Linked DNA regions of Sus scrofa: region 1 is linked to region 2. A link is a contact called in public HiChIP or PLAC-seq data. All regions are on one chromosome and are shown on one strand. Each heading gives the region's core, a stretch centred on a gene start, on an enhancer-like site or on the middle of the called end of the contact. The rest is flanking DNA. Distances are from core to core; before and after follow the strand shown.

What was found. HiChIP or PLAC-seq counts read pairs in DNA pulled down with a chosen protein or histone mark.
Region 1: a contact with region 2 is called in an H3K27ac HiChIP or PLAC-seq map of skeletal muscle. The contact joins two enhancer-like sites. A contact is called at or near these places in 2 of 47 Hi-C or Micro-C datasets (embryonic fibroblasts and fetal heart ventricle) and 1 of 2 datasets of contacts at active chromatin or transcription factors (skeletal muscle).

Annotation. Positions count from the first base shown.
Region 1 is chr3:32,068,890-32,071,589 of Sscrofa11.1, forward strand. All of the region lies in intron 13 of CLEC16A (protein CLEC16A), which reads right to left. Among named protein-coding and RNA genes, the nearest start is that of CLEC16A, 88 kb to the right of the region's middle. Within about 2 kb of position 1,347, at least 27 of the 83 cell types and tissues checked have an H3K27ac peak or open chromatin away from gene starts, as enhancers often do. A contact at or near this core is called in skeletal muscle, where this site is marked.
Region 2 is chr3:31,808,868-31,811,567 of Sscrofa11.1, forward strand. RMI2 (recQ-mediated genome instability protein 2) reads right to left here. Exons shown (of 2, transcript XM_003124595.4): 2 at 1-1,581. The coding sequence ends at 1,433. Among named protein-coding and RNA genes, the nearest start is that of RMI2, 4.7 kb to the right of the region's middle. Within about 2 kb of position 1,309, at least 36 of the 83 cell types and tissues checked have an H3K27ac peak or open chromatin away from gene starts, as enhancers often do. A contact at or near this core is called in skeletal muscle, where this site is marked.

The DNA.
Region 1 (2,700 bases), core at 97-2,596, 260 kb after region 2:
CTAAGTAACTCCCAAGCTCACATGTTGACGTAATAAACCATAACAATATATCTTGCTTTATTGAATTCCTTCCAGCTCCGAACCGGAGGCTCAGTCATGCCAAGGAGATGACAGGGGTGAGGCGAGGGGCTGAGGGCTGGAATGGGCTAGGTCCCCACTCACGCCTCAGCGACATGGCTTCGTCAAAAAATCTGATTGCGATGAACATTTAATTTGTGGACTCGGTATCCCATTTTGGTACTAAAGGCCTAACTCTAAAGCATTCTGGTTTATTACATGGCAAGAAGAATGTCTACTGAATCTTTCCGGCGTTTGTTTTTTTCCCAGGGAAACTGTCGCTCGGTGGCTCTGGGGAGAAAAATGGCTCCTGGGCCTGCCCGGCGCATAACCCAACTTGCTGACCCACCAGCCGGCATCCTGCTTCCAAGCAGGTGGCAGAAGGAGCCCAGATGCGGAGGAGGACCAGGGAGACACAGGCTCCGATCAGCTCCTGAATGTCTGTGGCGAGTTCTCTCTTTGTCTCTTTCCTGTTTTTGCCCTGACTCGCTTAGAATTTGTCAGAAACGAGGAAATCTGTGGCAAAATCATCTCTCGGGAGGATGAAAACCTGCCAAGGTTACCCTGCCCTTCCTCGGCCAGCAGCTGCACTCTCTGTGAAGCGGGGAGACCCCGGGCATGGCGACACTTCGAGAACGTCCCAGGACCAGATGCCAATGCAACCTCTTCCTTAGGGAGGAAATTACGGCCCAGAGACGTCAAGCCACAACCCCAAGGTCACAGAGCAAGGAAGAAGCATAGTTAGAAATGGCGGTTCCAAAGGTGGACAGGGTCCGGGTGGGGAGAGTGCGCCCGCACCGCGGGGAGCCCAAGGCAGCAGGGGAGGGGCCCGCGGCGGTGGGGGGGGCTGTCGGCGGCCGCCCCTCCCTGCGGGGCCTCCTCCTGCCTCGGGCTCCTGCTCTCCGGGGTTCCTTTCCCACTGCAGCGACGGCGATGGAGGCATTCCGTTTTGACACCTGACCTCTCTGACCCTCAGTCTCCTTACAAGTGCAATGGGAATAAGGACAGGAATGGCTGTCAGGCCACAGTGACGACGCCTGCGCTCACGTTCAACAGCCGTCACCTGTCACTACCTCGCGCTGATGGGGATTTTTACTGTGAACACGGCTTGATGTGTTTCCACCTCGGCTGTGCTACACAAGGAGCAAAAGAGGAACAAAACGACAGATGCGAGAACAACCGACCCAGAGCTCACGTTGAGCTACGCTGGAAGGCCCAGAGAAGCCAGGCTGAGCTGTCTGAGGACAGCTCAGGGATGAGCAGCTTGGTGACGAGCAGCTTGGCTTGGATTCTGGGACCAGCAGGACCTGGCAGGCCAAGGGCAGGGCAGGGAGTGTGGAGGAGCCTGCAGAGGGCAGGTGGGGGCCCGAGGGAGGAAGTGATGAGGCAGATGTGGGGGGAGGGCCAGGCCGGGCCTGGATGCCAGGACCCCTGGAGGGACATGATCTGGTTGTGTTCTGGCCAACTCTAGGGTGGTCTCCAGCCCACTGGCCACCCAAGGTGACCTCCGCGCTTCCAGCACCTCCTGCCAAACAGACTCCATAGTGCCACCCATTCTGTGTGAAGGAGACCTGCCCACAGCCAGGGAGGGGGCAGAGCAGGGCCCAGTCCACACAACACACGGCAAAACTTTGCGGAAAACTTCCCCAAACATCTCTGTTCTTTCCCCAAAGTTCCTGCAGGGCCTCATTTCCTCCCCGTCTCTCTTCTGCCAAGACATTCTTCCCAGTCCAAACAGAACGCTGGCTGGCAGCTGTGAATGTACAAGGTCAATGTGACAACATGACAAGGACATGTGAGTGAAAGGGACATGGCACACGTGCAGGTGGACGGATGGACAGGCAGGCAGAGAGACAGACAGGCGCAGGTTTCCAGTCACTGAGAGGCGGGTTTTGCTACAAACCTGTCGAGTGCCTGCACTCGCTGTTCCCCTCGGACTGAAATAAACACTGTAGATAATATACGGTCCTATTTGCTTCAAGCCTTAAGTGCCGAGTGACAGACAAATTCCAGAGAAACCCAGACACCCTTCACATGGCCTGGGAAGCTGTGCTGGGGCGTCTGCACTCCAGCAGCCCGCGTGCTTCCTGGAGGGGTCAGATCCTGCGCCGCCCCCGTGAGTCAGAGCCAGAGCGGGGCTCCCCTGCCATGGCTCCCACCCAATAAACTCAGGAGGCCCCGCTGACCAACTGAGAGAATCCCACAGAGAAGAGAAGGGTGTGGCTTGGCGATGTCAGGGACCAGCTCCTAAGCTTCCTTCCCCTCCAAGTTCTGGTGTCTGGATCCTTCCTCCTTAGCGGTGGCCCCCAGTTGGGACAGGCATGGAAAAGACAAGACCTCGACCAGGGCAGCGTGGAAAGAAGCAGGCATACAAACCTGCAACAAAGAGACCACAACACTGCCGGGTAAATAATGGTCAAAAGATGTTTTTCTTTTGGGCTCCTTGGCTGGAGTTGTGCAAGCATCGCCAGCTTTGGAAAACTAGAGACCAACTATTTCGAAAGCTGACCAGATGTTGGGCCAATTTCCAGTGTACTTCCAGTTCTGATTATGTGTCAGTCAAGACCCAAAGTGCTATTTTTGCCAGTCTCTGCACGGAGAAAGCCCCCCTTTTCCTCATTACCTTTTGGCCTTTCCCATACC
Region 2 (2,700 bases), core at 59-2,558:
ACAGGGACAAACCTTCACTGCACGTTGCTGAGCAGAAGAAGCCGCTCTGAAAAGGCTCCGTACGTGGGATTCCAACCACACGACATTCTGGAAAAGTGAAACTATGGAGACGCACAAAGATCAGTGGTGGCCTGGGGTTAGGGGGAGGGCAGGACGAACTGGGGGAGCTCAGAGGATTTCTAGGGAAACAAAAGTATTCTGTATATTTTAATGGTGAACACATGATATGATTGGGGCCTTTGTAACACGCACTGAACTGCACACAGCACAAAGCCTGGCCGTACCGTAAATAGTGGGCTTTACTTAATAAGACTGTATCGGTGCCGGCTCATCCATTTCAACAAACGGAGCGCACCCCGGCATGATGTTAACAGCAGCGGAAACTGAGGGAGGCCTCTGTGGGAACTCCCGTACCTTCTGCTCTTTTTATCTAGAGATGTCAGCTGGCTTACAAACCTATTTGAAAAACATACAGCCTAGAAAACAATGTATTAGTGGTAGAAATCAATAGCCCAGCAAAACTCTACAGCAACGAGGGCTGCCCGGCATTTACAGCGCGAGGGAAAATGGATGTTGGGGAAGCAGCCGAGAGCAGCAAGCCAGCACTCAATGCAATCACAACAAAACCCGGCGCAGATGCTGACCCAGGACCGTGTCTCCCTCCCAGAGTCTCACCAAAAGTTTCATTCGTGCCTGGAAGTCCTTCTTAACCTTGACTTTGGTTTCAACAAGAAACTCTGGAAGGGTTTCAACATCCCAAGTGAAGGAAGAAGGGCAGGCTTCACGGTCCCCACCTGCGGGGAAGGGACCTTCCCCCCAGGGCTGAGCGGCATCCGAAGCAGGAAGAGGGCTGCGTCTTTGAGAGGCCCCAGGGCCTGCAGCTAGAGAACACCCCGCTGGACTTGCAAACTGGACATGGAAGTTGTTGACGGGGGAGCCATGGAGCCATGAGGTCATTCCTTTTCCATGCAGCCTGTTTTCCTGCCCAGAACCACACTTTAATCTCCGTGGGCAGAGACCGAGATTCAAATTTTGCCTCGTAAAACTGGGTCGTGGTGGTCATGGAAAAAGCATCATCACTTGTAAAACTTGGCAAATGCGACGGGAGATTCCTGGGTGCTTTAGGAAGAGAGCGTTAACCCATGTAAAGCAAAAAAAAAAAAAAAAAAAGAAAGAGAGACAGAGACAGAGACAGAGAACCAAACGAAACATCTGCTTTTCATCAGCAAACAGTCAAAGCAAGGGGCAGCAGGGGCTGAGTTCACTGATGTGTCCCAGGATTTAGAAATCCTACATCCGGACTTCTTGGAGCTAAGCTCTCAGATATGCTTTTGAGAAATGTATACTGAGTGGTGGCCATGAAATCCAGATGGTATAAGAACCGGAGCTGTTTCAGTGTTTCGGCTGCTTTTATGGACGGTTCCCACACCATCTAAGGAATATTCCTGTGTAAATCTTCCACTTCCAGCTCCCACATGCTCTCGTGGAGCGGATTATCGGAAAGGTCTGTCATCTTCACAGCCTGCAGGCAGGGCTCAGGGCTGCAGGCCTGAACCACTCCCATCACCATCACATACTTTCCTGGAAGAAGAGAGGCCCGGGCGGTAAAGTTCACAGGCACAGAGAAAATAAATAAAGATAAAGAGCAAATAAAAACAAAACAGAGACCCAGTCCTTGAGAGGGCTTAACTTTATCAGAGAGAGGCAAACAGGACACCCAAAAATGCAGAGAGAGATAGCAAATTGCCAAGGCAGCTGGAAATCGAAATACACAACGTGACAGTCAGAGCCACATTGAACCTGGAGAGTGACCTCTGTATCTTCTTTGATTTCTGGTTTTATTTTATTTTTTGTCTTTTTGCCTTTTCTAGGGCCGCTCCCACGGCATATGGAGGTTCCCAGGCTAGGGGTCGAATTGGAGCTGTAGCCACCGGCCTACGCCACAGCCACAGCAACACGTGATCCAAGCCACGTCTGCAACCTACACCACAGCTCACAGCAACACCGGATCCTTAACCCAACGAGCAAGGGCAGGGATCGAACCCACAACCTCTTGGTTCCTAGTCGGATTCATTAACCACTGCGCCACAGCGGGAACTCCTTGATTTCTGGTTTTAAAATGTTAAAAGTCACAGCACCCTGCCATCACGCACAAAGCTGTCAAGCCCAAGGTATTGAAAGAGACATTCGCATCAGAGGAGGAGGTGAAATTAGGCTGCTCTAAAACAGGGCCAGAAAACTCGAGCTGTTCCCTTCTGGTCCCCTGCTCAGTGCCAGAGTCTGGGACCAGTCTCTGCACAGGACTGGGCCTCTTTCCGCAAAAGACAACCCCTGACAGCCCCAAGGCCATTTTCCCTTCATGACGCCAAGAGGGCTGGGCATGGGGGCAGCACCCCACGTCACCCTGTTGTTCCAACAGCCTGAGACCAATCCCTGCCACCTCCTGCCACCAGCTGGGCACCCGCAAGCAAATCAACAAGAGGGCAGGCTGCCATCACAATGATCTCATGACATATTAACCACGACTTTCTTCCCATTCCCTTGGGGAAGTGGCTCTCTCCTTGAAAGCAAAACTTGGCCAGTCTTAACCACACAAAACTCAATTGTGTAAAAAACCCCAAACACAGCAGGAAGAGCAGGCACGCTGCCAGCCCCCCGCTGCAGCTCCTGCGAGGCCGCTTTAATCACATTGCTTCCAAC